Linked DNA regions of Mus musculus: regions 2 and 3 are each linked to region 1. Evidence: chromatin contacts called from public promoter capture Hi-C data. All regions are on one chromosome and are shown on one strand. The core of a region is the stretch at or near the end of the contact, and the rest is flanking DNA. Distances in the headings are between cores, read along the strand shown. Region 1 holds the start of Cpeb4 (cytoplasmic polyadenylation element binding protein 4). Region 2 holds the start of Acyp2 (acylphosphatase 2, muscle type). Region 3 holds the start of Npm1 (nucleophosmin 1).

Evidence for each region. Promoter capture Hi-C pulls out the DNA fragments that hold promoters and counts their contacts. Capture Hi-C pulls out chosen DNA fragments and counts their contacts.
Region 2: a promoter capture Hi-C map of embryonic stem cells shows a contact between it and region 1, with 3 times the contacts expected there. The contact joins the promoter of Acyp2 here to the promoter of Cpeb4 in region 1. A contact is called at or near these places in 3 of 39 promoter capture datasets (embryonic stem cells, liver and pre-B cells).
Region 3: a contact with region 1 is called in a promoter capture Hi-C map of liver, with 4 times the contacts expected there. The contact joins the promoter of Npm1 here to the promoter of Cpeb4 in region 1. A contact is called at or near these places in 1 of 39 promoter capture datasets (pre-B cells), 2 of 484 Hi-C or Micro-C datasets (both in B cells) and 2 of 9 other capture datasets (adipose tissue and liver).

What each region holds. Positions count from the first base shown.
Region 1 is chr11:31,869,346-31,873,650 of GRCm38.p6, forward strand. Cpeb4 (cytoplasmic polyadenylation element binding protein 4) reads left to right here and starts at 1,595. Exons shown (of 10, transcript NM_026252.4): 1 at 1,595-4,067. The coding sequence starts at 2,943.
Region 2 is chr11:30,647,498-30,651,781 of GRCm38.p6, forward strand. Acyp2 (acylphosphatase 2, muscle type) reads right to left here and starts at 1,899. Exons shown (of 4, transcript NM_029344.3): 1 at 1,804-1,899. The coding sequence starts at 1,882.
Region 3 is chr11:33,161,667-33,166,046 of GRCm38.p6, forward strand. Npm1 (nucleophosmin 1) reads right to left here and starts at 1,540. Exons shown (of 11, transcript NM_008722.3): 1 at 1,256-1,540. The coding sequence starts at 1,313.

The sequences.
Region 1 (4,305 bases), core at 345-2,844:
CAGTTTCCATTTCCCAAAGGAAACATTTATTCAACACATATCTAAAACTTATGCTGAGGACAATATATTACTTCAGGCCCCAGCAGAGTAAACGATAGTAGGCCTATACAAAGGCAAAGACAGGGAGGCCTTGAGTAGACAGCAAATAACCAACATGTGAGCTCCAAACCAAATGGCATAAGAAACTAAATGATGAATTCAGATTTGAATATCAGACCTTTCAGAAAAGATTTCATTCTTGCTGCTTTTCTCTATGTATGTCTCCATTCAAGATTCCTCTCTGGTGCTTCCAATCTTCAATGTCAAATCTTTCGAGCAGTGGCTCTCAACCTTCCTAATGCTGCGACCCTTTCATACAGTTACTCGTGCTGTGGTGACCCCTCCCCACCATAAAATTACTTTTGTTGCTACTTCATAACTGTAATTTTGCTACTGTTATGAATTGTAATGTGAACATCTGTGTTTTCTGAGGGTCTTAGGCAATCCCTGTGAAAGGGTCATTGGACACCTCCCTGAAGGCATCACAACCCAGTTGTTGAGAACTACTGTTTTAAGCACTGATTTAGAGACATAAGCCACCAATGTAATATAATGCCATATAAAAGCATGAGCGGTATCGAGGGTCATGTATGCCTGTAAAAAGAGATTCCGAAGGCAGAGTAGGTAGGTTGGAGACTTACTCCTAAAACGAAATGAGAGTTTGCCAAGAGGAGACGACAAAGGCGTGGAAAAAGGCACAGAGAATACTGCCCACAGGACAATACGGAGTTTGGTCTTTATTCTCCAGGTAACGGACTGCCATTTTTAAAAAGGTATGAGCACAACAGGACCGTGACTGGAATTTCGTTTTTAGAAAAATCCCTCCGTTCTGCTTGGAAGGTGGAGTAGAAAGCTAATAGTTGGTGGCTCAGCCATGGACGCCTACAGCATCTGCATCTCAAAGGGAGGATGGGAGAGTAGGTGGTTCGGGTGGAGGAATGGAGACTGAAGGGAATCCCTCCGGAGACGTGCGTTCAGGATAAGGACTATGCAGTTCTAGGCACAGCACAGATGCCGGGAAAACCCGCCTCTCCTTCCATCCCTCGGGGGCGGAGCTCGGGCCAGAGCACGTGATGCCCGGGGCACCCACCTTTACTCAGGGCAGGCCTCTCGTTTATTCTAGGTTTCATGGGTTGCCACTTCGACCCCCAACACTTTAGCTCAGTGTTTCAGTGTGCAAGATGTCCATTCTCTTCCGAGCGTCTCTCTACGGACTTCCTAAGAAGCCTGCTTTGGGAACATAAATCGCAAAGGAATCTTTGCCCATAAAAAAGATGGCGGTGCACCGCTTGCACTGGGTGCGCAGACCCGAGGCCGACGCCGGCCCCGCTGGGCGAGGCGCAGGCGGAAGAGGCGGCTCTGAGATGACCAGAGACCTTCCTGGGTGGAGCTCTGAGGCTGGGAGGCGTGGCCTAGTCGGGATTGTGGTGTCGGATTGGTCTTCCGGCTGCTAGGCGTGGCCTCCGCAGCACCCCGCCCCTCCCTCATCGAACCGGAAGTGTCTCTCGGTCTTTCCAGCTGGTTGTCATTTCACTCGGCTCGGTCCTGAGGAGAAGGACTCAGCCGCGGCTGCGGGACCTGGGCACCGGAGGCAGTGGCGGCGGCGGCGGCGGCGGCAGCGGCGACAGCAGAGGAAGACGAGGAGGAAGAAGGAAGAAAAAGAAGAGCCAGACGGAGTCCGCAACGACGACAGCTGGGACTGCGGGACCGGGGAAAAGCGGCGGCGGCGGCGGCCCAGCAACCGTGAGGAGAAACAAAAGCCTTCTAAATTATAGTTTCCAATCAGTCTAGGGGAAAAGAGAGCGCGAGCCGAGGGGGGAGGCTTTTCTCCTGTAGAGTAACTACGGTAGCGGGGTTTTCCTTTTTGTCCATCCCCCTTCCCCCTCCCCCCGGCGGAGAATCGAACTGAGAGAACTGAACAAACCGCCCCTGGGTCCCATGAGGGAAAAAAATCCCGGAGCCGCAGAGAGGGGAAGAGGCAGAAACCGCAGGACCTTCCAGGTCGCCCCCTTGCTCCCCGCACCCCCGGGCCGCCAGCTTGCCCTTGTCCAGTCTCGCTAATCCCTCCTGATCGCGACACCCCCCAGAGGGAGAAACGGGTGTTTCCAACCCCTTTCATGGGGGAAAGGAGGCCGAGGGGAGCCCAAGAACAGCAAACGCAGCAAGATCTGCACCCGGAGCCCAAGGAACAGCCCCAGAGGCCCACACTGCACCCTACAAAAGAACAGAAACAGGACCAGGAACAGCAGAAATCTCCCTGCAATCATCTTTCCTTTAGTCAAGGCTGATTTCCTCTTTGGCAACCAGAAATTCACCTCCCGCCCCAGATAACCTAATATAATCTATCTATATATAAATATATAATATATAATGTTCTTAAATTATTCCTGATTTTTTTAACCAAGCTGCCAAGAAAAGAACGTATTCACCCCTTAATCCTATTCTAATTTTTATGTGAATCTAAACTGCTGAGGAAGACCATATGTGATTGTTAAATTTTATATATATATATTTTTACTCCGCACAATGCTTATTCTTCTATATCCATAGATGCTTGAGAAGCTGTGTTTTTGTCATTCATGAACATTTTCCTTTGGAAAAAGAAAGCGCCTATTTTACTAACCAAAGACTTGATTTTTACCTTTTTCCTTTTTTATTCCTTCCTTGAAATAAGCCCAATTGGATTCATATCAATATTTTAAGAGGTTTTTTTTTTTAGGTTCTTTTCCATTCAGAGAGACCAGAATTCCAAATCAGAGATACGTAGGGTGATAAGCTGTGATCTTTGAGTTAGCTATAAATAAGATACTTCAAGCAAACATATTTGAGATACAGGGGAGGAAAGACGTGAGACATTAGGTTGTCTTTTTTTTATTGTGAGATTCTGATCCTAAAAATAATAAATGGGGGATTACGGGTTTGGAGTGCTAGTGCAAAGCAATACTGGGAATAAATCTGCTTTTCCAGTCCGATTCCATCCACATCTGCAGCCTCCACACCATCACCAAAATGCCACCCCCAACCCTGCTGCTTTTATAAATAATAACACAGCTGCCAATGGCAGCAGTGCTGGGTCAGCCTGGCTCTTTCCTGCCCCGGCTACTCATAACATTCAGGATGAGATCTTGGGGTCAGAAAAAGCAAAAAGTCAACAGCAAGAACAACAAGACCCTTTAGAAAAGCAACAGCTCTCCCCGAGTCCAGGTCAGGAAGCTGGAATACTGCCTGAAACTGAAAAGGCAAAAGCTGAAGAAAATCCAGGGGACAGTTCTTCAGAAAACAGCAACGGAAAAGAAAAACTACGCATTGAATCACCAGTGTTGACAGGGTTTGATTACCAAGAAGCCACCGGTCTCGGGACTTCCACCCAACCCTTGACATCCAGTGCATCGTCCCTTACTGGTTTCAGTAACTGGTCAGCAGCGATAGCACCTTCTTCCTCCACTATAATCAATGAAGATGCAAGTTTCTTTCACCAGGGAGGGGTCCCTGGCGCTTCAGCTAATAATGGTGCTCTCTTGTTTCAAAATTTTCCCCATCATGTCAGCCCTGGCTTTGGTGGTAGCTTCTCCCCTCAGATCGGGCCTCTCTCCCAGCACCATCCTCATCACCCCCATTTCCAGCACCATCACAGCCAGCATCAGCAGCAGAGGAGGTCTCCTGCCAGTCCCCACCCCCCACCTTTCACACATAGAAGTGCTGCTTTTAACCAGCTGCCTCATTTGGCGAATAATCTTAACAAACCTCCTTCTCCATGGAGCAGCTACCAGAGTCCTTCTCCAACCCCCTCTTCTTCCTGGAGCCCAGGAGGTGGCGGCTACGGTGGCTGGGGAGCATCTCAAGGCCGGGATCACCGCAGAGGGCTGAACGGTGGAATAACACCCCTGAACTCAATCTCACCTTTGAAGAAAAATTTCGCAAGCAATCATATTCAGCTCCAGAAGTATGCTCGCCCTAGCTCAGCCTTTGCTCCAAAATCCTGGATGGAAGATAGCTTGAACAGGGCTGACAACATTTTTCCTTTTCCGGTAAGATGTTGTTCCATTAATATATTAAGATGAATAAGGAAGTAGTGTGGTGGAGTGTCTGTGGAATGAGAGAATCAGACTTGTCTGTGCTTACATTAGAGATCTTAGGAAATGAATCAGTTACCAGCCTTTATTTTAGCAAACGGGTGTAATTGGAAGAAAATAGTTAACTGTTTCTTGGGCCTTAATTTTTCCATTTATAATTACAGATACTGAGTAGTTAGTGATGTCCTAATTA
Region 2 (4,284 bases), core at 649-3,148, 1.2 Mb before region 1:
CCTAACAGTTGTCTGCTGTGATCTTCCTACGTCTCTTTCCACAGCAAATCTCTGAAACAAAGGCTCATTATAAACACACTTTCATCCATCCTTAATCTTACCCTGTATACATTGCCACAAAATGTAAAATATCAACAGAATATCAAAATAAAAAGATAATATTCTTCCTCCCCCTTTAGACAAGGATCCATTTTTAAAAATCCAGTTTTCCCACTTAGAAATAAATTTCCAATACAAACTCACATTTAAAATCTACTAATGGTTATCACTAAAGCTTATTGATAAAGGAAGTTAAGAAAAGTATCCCATAGTATCCCCCCACCCCATGCACACACACAACAGCACATCTGAGGTGGGATTGGGGATGGAGATAAAAGAAATTCTCATGCATACCAAACAATGGAATAAAATTATGTGGAGAAGGTAGAATGGAAATCCGACTCAAACAGGAAGTAATATCCTCGTTAAAGGGCACACGCCTTTAATCCCAGCACTTGGGAGACAGAGGCAGGAGGATTTCTGAGATCGAGGCCAGCCTGGTCTACAAAGTGAGTTCCAGGACAGCCAGGGCTATACAGAGAAACCGAGTCTCAAGCCCCCGCCCCACCCCCCAAAAAAGAGAAAAAATAAAGAGAAAAAGAAAAAGAAAGAGAAGGAGGAGGAGGAGGAGGAGGAGGAGGAGGAGGAGGAGGAGAAAGAGGAAAAGGAAAAGGGAAAGGGAAAGAGAAAGAGAAAGAGAAAAGAGAAAGAGAAAGAGAAAGAGAAAGAGAAAGAGAAAGAGAAAGAGAAAGAGAAAGAGAAAGAGAAAGAGAAAGAGAAAGAGAAGGAGAAGGAGAAGGAAAAGGAAAAGGAAAAAGAAAAAGAAAAAGAAAAAGAAAAAGAAAAAGAAAAAGAAAAAGAAAAAGAAAAAGAAAAAGAAAAAGAAAAAGAAAAAGAAAAAGAAAAAGAAAAAGAAAAAGAAAAAGAAAGGCATTATTTTTATGTTGAAGACCGGAACCTGCATTACAGGCTTATAAGGACTAGCTCGTCCTTGGTCTGGTACAGAGCAGAGCACCCATTCCAGGGCTTGGTGACTATTAAGCAAGCACTCTACTGAGCTACATTTCCAGTCTCAAAAAGTTTTCTTCTTTTAAATGGATGATATACATTAAATAGTTACAGTATTTATACGCCATTAGATAATTTTCTCAAGTGTATAGACCAGCCTGGTCTTGAACTCAAATATCCACCTTCTTCTGCATAAGGACTACATGCACTACTATGTCAAGTTGCGTTAGAAAAAATTAAAAGAATGTTTTAACGTTTTAAATTACAAATATAAAGATTTAAAGTAAGTCAGACATTATATTCTATGCATCTATTTAAGCTTATAATCAAACAAAAATTTTAAAACTTCACTTAAATGGCCTGGGAGTGTACTTCAGCAATCTAGTACGCAAATGTAAGACTGTGCATAAATATATAAGGTTCAATCTCCAAAACCCAGGAAGGAAAAATTGCTAGCTGGAGAGGGGCTACAACCTCTGACAAAGTAAATCACCCAGTATCATTCAGGTACCCTTGCTTTTCTGCCGCACTTAGGCGTCCCCCACCCCCATCCTATAGGCTTGCAGCGTCCTCTTCGGGAACCCAGGGTGACCTCCCTCCGCCCCGCGCTAGCCCGTTCTCCCCGCCCCGGGCTGCTGTGTCATGGCTGAGCGGAAGTCGCTGCCTCAGTGAGAAGAACCGTCCCTAAAATGGATGGCATAAGCTTCCTCCTCTCCCTCCCACGGCCTCGTCTTGGCATCCCAGGTCAGACCGTACCTTGCACTGTCCCGAACACTTCGTAGTCCACAGACTTGAGCAGCTCGGTCATGGCGGCCAGCCTTCTCCCGAGCAGCATTAGCTGGGTATGTGGCGCGGAGACTGCGACAGCCGCCAGGGGAGGAAGACTTATGGGCTCTGGGACCGACGCCCAGAAGCCAAGACAAGAGCGCGCTGGGTCATGCGTAAGAAGATGGCAGATGACCGTTGTACACAGTGAGGGCGACGGGACACCCGGCGCTCGGGCTCCCTAGCAGGGTGCTCCCTCTCTGCGTTCCCCAGGACCCGGTTCTCTAAAGAAAACGGAGGTCGGGCATGTGAGGGGATTAAACCAACTAATATCTACCCACCGACGTTTATTTGACACAAAAAAGGTTTTGTTTTGTTTTTTCTATAAGGATGAAAATAAGAGGGTGACTTGTTGAGAGGACAGAGCGGGTAAAGTCTAAGTGGGTAGAGATGAGAAGGATAATAGGGGGAAAATTACCAAAATTCATTATATGCAAGGATAAAATGTCAAAGAATTTTTAAGTTTTAGGTGATTTTATATAGGTACACTGTAAAGAATACATAGTATACCCATGGGTACACTGTAAGGAGATTAATTCAAGCTAATTAACTTTCATCTCTGATTTCATTTAAGATTTCAACGATTTTAAATATATATCATTCTTAACTATACTCACCATTGTGCAAATATATGATAATCTCCACTTCATATGAAGAAAATGTGTGCCCTTGAAACAATATCCCCATTTCCAACATCCTGAGGTGGACATTTGAAATGAAGGACCTGCTTAGCTTAGTGGCACAAAGGGTATTTGGTCAGTGTGCTGGCTAGTCTTGGCACAAGCTAGAGTAATCTTAGAGGAGAGAACCTCAAGTGAGAAAATGCCTCCATAAGATCTAGCCATAAGGCATTTTCTTAATTAGTGATTGATGGGGGGGTGGGGGAGGGAGCAGTGGAACCCAGCCAGTTGTGGGTGATGCCATCCCTAGTCCAGGGATCCTGGGTTCTATAAGAAAGCAGGCTGAGTAAGCCATGTGGAACAAGTCAGTAACCAGTCCCCACCCCCACCCCACCCCCCATGCCTCTACATCATCTCTAGGTTCCTGCCTTGTTTGAGTCCCTATCCTGATATGTACAGTGCTGTGGAGGTATAAGCCAAATAAACATTTTCCTCCCCCAAGCTGCTTTTTGGTCATTGTGTTTCATGGCAGCAATAAAAACCTTAACTAAGACAGACAATGAATCAATTCTGAAATGTTCTGACGGTGCCAAATCTGTGGTGATTCTGAGATAAAGTTAGGCTTGATCTTTTCATTCAGGCTGATGAATCTGAAAGGTGCCTTGTGGTGATTTGGCTAGCTTTGTTGCCCATACAGACTGTGTTTGAATACTTGGGCCCATGGGAAGTGGCATTATGAGGAGATATGGCCTTAGTGGAGAAAGTGTGTCCCTGTAGAGGCAGGGCTTTGAGGTCTCCTATGCTCAAGTTATGCCCAGTATGGAATCCTGTCACCTCTTAGTTACCTTCAGACAAAGATGTAGAATTCTCAGTTCCTCTGGCACCATGTGAGCCTGCGTGTTGCCATGCTTCTGGCCATGATAATGGACTAAATCTCTGAAATTGTAAACTAGCACCAATTAAATGTTTGCTTCCATAACAGTTGCCATGGTCATGACATCTCTTCACAGCAATAGAAATCCTAAGAAATACCTCAATCTCTATTATAACTAGATGTGATGCTGTGTAAGATGAGAATTTTTAACAATTTTATCTAATGCCAATGGAAACAGACTTACAGTCATTCTGTCTGTTGTTATACAGTTTTGTTTTCATGGTCTTGATTATTATTCAGAGATATTTCAATTGTCTGGGACAGTTAAAACAGGCTATATCTGAAGAACTGTATTTCCTAGTGAGCTATTTGAAGTCTTCTAGTAACCCATCACTTCAGATAATAAGGATAGAATTTTCAATAATCTGCCTTCTAAATTTCAAATACTTTTTTGTTTGTTTGTTTTTTTCAAGACAGGGTTTCTCTGTGTAGCCCTGGCTGTCCTGGAACTCACTCTGTAGATCAGGCTGGCCTTGAACTCAGAAATTCGACTGCCTCTGCCTCACAAGTGCTGGGATTAAAGGCGTGTGCCACCACGCCCAGCTTCAAATACTTTTATATTTGAGAATTTGCAATTCTCTATTTGTTGGCCTTAATACTTTTATATTTCTTTGCATCTGTGCATATTGAAGAATCTACTACCACTTAATTAAATACTTTGTGCCCTTTCTATCTGGGAACACACACACATACACACACACACAGAAAGAGAGAGAGAGAGAGAGAGAGAGAGAGAGAGAGAGAGAGAGAGAGAGAGAGAGAGAGAGAGAGATCAGGGCCAGACAAAGTGGCATACTCCTTTAATTCCAACTCTGGAGAGGCACAGGCAAGCTGATCTCTTGTGAGTATGAGGCCAGC
Region 3 (4,380 bases), core at 290-2,789, 1.3 Mb after region 1:
GATACTTACATCAAAACCCAAAGCCTAAAGTTCTGTGAAATCAACTCAAATGAAACATTAAAAAAAAAAATCTTTAATTTTCTCATAGTACTAACTACATTGAGGCAACATTGCTGGTTTCCACAGTAGACTTAATGAGTCTCTTTAAAGTAGTATGGTGAAATCGGTATAAACACTACTAGAATTAATGAACGAGTGGCAGAGTTCACTGTTCCTTTAATCTCAGGACTGTTAAAAAGCTAAAACGTGAATCACTGAAAAACAAACTGATTCTTTTAAACAAAAACTGGGTGTAGGGTAGGCAGCAAGACTATAGATGTGATCCCCAAAAGCCTTGATGCTAAAGCGAATCTTGTCTGTTCAACAGATCCTTCCCTCTCCCCACCCCAAGAAAAAGTAGTTCTAGATAGAGCCAGGTAGATGATTTAAGGGTACTCCTAACATTAAGCCACGTGGGCCATCAGTACAGCTATCTGCAACGTGATGCTGACTCCGCCTACCAGAGGCAAATTAAAAAGGGGGGGCTCCATCACTGTGGATACTGAAAGATATGAACAAAGATCTCAAAAACCCATACGCCACGGGCTATGAAATAAACATTTCCCTCCCAGAACTTTTAACTAAGCCACAAGATCCCACGGCTGAAGGTTGGCTAGAGTCGGAGAGCCCGGATGTAGAGCCCACACCCCCTCCCTAACCCCCAACCACGTGGCAACCACGTGCTCCTAGGGGTTGCTGCCCCTTCTGCCTCAGGGCGCCTGCTCGGACCATTCCCCGTTACTGGGCGAAGCCCTCGGTCGCCACAGAATACAAGATGCGGCCCCTGGAAAGCCCAGCGCCTGCAGATGTATCCTCCCCAACAGGGCGGAGGTAGGCCTCGCCTCGCTCCACAGGCCCCTTTCTCCCGTGCCGCCTGCCGTGGCTCAACACAAGAGGAAAAAAAGGAGCTCGGAAGCGACCGTGCGGGCTTTCGTGCACAGGAGAAACGCCTCTCAAGTTCGCGCCACAGGCAAGGTCGCACCCTCGCCGGCCGGCCGGCCGCTCCTAACACCCGAGGCTACAGGCTGGGCCGCTCCCGCCCCATTTTCCGGCGGCTTTCCTAGTGTTCAGGCCGCTGCTTCTAAGGCCTGGGAGATTCCTCCTTGCTCTCCGGCCTCCACCTACGCCGCGTTCCCCACACGCCAGGCCTCGGCTGGGCTCCCGCCCCCCCCCCCATCACCAGGCCCTGCACACGCTTCCCCCTCCAGTCAGTTACCGAAAAGGTAGTTCTGAGGCCTAAGAGGACTCATGTCCATATCCATCGAGTCTTCCATGAGGTGGAGGCGCGCACTTCGGTGTGGGAGAAGCCGGACGGAAAACAACTGCCTCCTGTTCCACAGAACAGACGCGCAGGACGGAATCACGCCAAGGAAAGGACGCGGGCTCTCCGCACGTATATATGGTCGCAGGAGATCTCGCGAGATCTGCGCTAGTCCTGCCTCCGCGAGCCTCCTCTGGATCCCTCCCACTCCCCGCACAGTCGCGCTTTTGCGCGTGCGCCTTTCATCCTCACGCCTAGGTACCTCGCCCCCCTCCTCCTCCAGGTGCTTGGCGGGCTCTCACTGCGCACGCGCGTTCGTCTCTGGCCCCGTCCCTCCACTACTGTCGCCCAAGCGCAGGCGCGTTTTCTCTTTGTGGCCTCGCTCTGGGTTTTCAGGGCTTCCACGTCTTCTCCGCTCGTGCTCGCGGGCCCAGGGCCGAGAGCGTGCGCAGCCCACCCTGAAAGATGGCGGCTGCAGCCAGGGAACCACAGAGCGTCTCTTTTCTCCACCCTCCGTTCCCCGTAGGCCTGGAACAAGCATAATCACCTCAGGATTTGGCTTGCTCGAAGGCTTGCTCTTCGTTTTCACGTAGCTTCAGGAGCCCAGGGCGGAGTGGCTGGATCTAGGCTACTTTCCCCGCAGCCATGCTTTTGCACCTCTTTTCTGAGGCAGCATTTTCAAAACGAAAATTATCAGCTTTATGTCATTTGGGGACCAAAGAGAAACCCAGTCAGTCGCCTCCAAAGAGCATCTTTCTAAAACTTTAGAGCGTGCAGAACTGAGAAAACGCAGGCCGTCTTCATCATTCCAAATGAAGGCCTATCGCTTTTTTAGAAATTCATGAGCCTTAATACGAATCTTCGGCTGGGAATTAGCGCTTTAAAATGAATCCTGACGAACATCCCTCAGCGTTGGGTGCTTTCTGACAGCGGCCCTAATCTTTTTATCTCAACATGGAGCTAGCATATTTAAGAATTTGGGGGAGGAATGTAGATAATGGTACCAATGTTTGTAGACTCCAGAGACGTGTCAGATATAAATGCATGTGAGCCCATTACGTATCAAATCCTAAATTCGGAGATATCTGTCAATATGTGAATTTCAGTTTGCAACTATAAGGAAAAAATCATGAAACTTGGAAGAATTGTGTGTGTAAATAAACAGAGAAAAAAAAAAAAAAAGTCGGGCGTGGTGGCGCACGCCTTTAATCCCAGTTTGCGGGAGGCAGAGGCAGGCGGATTTCTGAGTTCGAGGCCAACCTGGTCTACAGAGTGAGTTCCAGGATAGCCAGGGCTATACAGAGAAACCCTGTCTCGAAAAACCAAAATAATAATAATAATAAAATAAACAGAGATAGACTGGGTATAGTGTGGGAAAGAACGGGTGAACAGAATTTGACCATCCAAACTGAGAAGGTGCAGGAGGAAGCATTGATACCCCTTGAGCCTGTGCAAGCCAGACAGTTTGATTGTTTCTGGATTCTGAAGCTTATTTAAATGCAGCTCATGCTGGTTTAATCCCAGCACTCTGGAGGCACAGGCAAGTGGATCAGGAGTTCAAGACCAGTGGTCTACAGAGCAAGTTCCAGGATAGGCAGGACTACACAGAGACTCAGTTCTTCCTGCCTCCCCGAAACTTTAGGTGCCTTAGTTGTCACTGAATGATGCCACATGCTTAGGTACAATGAGTAAGAGCTGTGTATATTACCTTACAACAAAATACTATCTTTTTTTTTTTTTTATTCCATGCTTTTATTAGTTTTTAGCATGCTTTAAAACATAAAAACAGAATCCTATGGCCAATGCCCAGCTTCAACAGTTGTCTCCACACACACACAGCATGCTATTTAATACACATCTTCCCATCTGCATATTTGGGTGTGGGCACGAATCATCCTGGAATTAGCTGATCTCTTGTGGATACCAAGTGACAACTATACAACTGTATTTCATACTACACCACATGACTACAGATATATGAGAAGAAATGTCCAGACTCACATTGATTAGGCCATTCAATGCATTATACATATTCCCAAGTACGCCATACATCATAAATAGATAGATACACTTTACATCAATTAAAAATAAACTGAAAAGAGAAATACCCCATGAGCTTCTGGGTATATCTGTAGACAGTAGCCAAGAAGGTATCCTATAAGAGAAACTTAGATAAAGTTTCTCTTAGATAAAGATATAGGAAAAGAAAGCCATTTGAGAAATCTCCATTTCAAGATCCTGCTGTGGTGGTTGTAGCACACACCTTTAATCCCAGTACTCGGGAGGCAGAGGCAGGCAGATTTCTGAGTTCAAGGACAGCCGGGTCTACAGAGTGAGTTCCAGGACAGCCAGGGCTACACAGAGAAACCCTGTCTCGAAAAAAACAAACCAAAACAAAACAAAAAACAAACATCTCGTCCTGGAAGCTTAATTGTGTCTAACAGTATACCATTTTGATGGACCGTACTTTTTTTTTTAAGATTTATTTATTATTTATATGTAAGTACACTGTAGCTGTCTTCAGACACACCAGTAGAAGGTGTCAGATGTCATTACAGATGGTTGTAAGCCACCATGTGGTTGCTGGGATTTGAACTCAGGACCTTCATAAGATCAGTCAGTGCTCTTAACCACTGAAGCATCTCTCCAGCCCCGGACCATACTTTTAATGTCGCAGCCCACATACCTGCGCTTAACCAAAAAAAACAAAAACAAAAAAAAAGTGTCTTAAATAAACAAACAGGCCAGGCAGTGGTGGCACACGCCTTTAATCCTAGCACTTGGGAGGCAGAGGCAGGCGGATTTCTGAGTTCAAGGCCAGCCTGGTCTACAGAGTGAGTTCCAGGACAGCCAGGGCTATATAGAGAAACCCTGTATTGAAAAACAAAAACAAAACCTTTTCTTTCAATAGTTTAAAGTTACTATATTATCTCCAGAGTTTGTATGGGGGTGGTTGTTGTTGTTGTTGTTTTCAAGCAGGAAGTTTGATTTGGAGGTTTTGCTTGTGGTTTGCTTTGGTTTTGATTCATTTTTTCCTGCAGTGAGTATTAATCCCAGGACCCTGAGTGTTGGACAAGCAC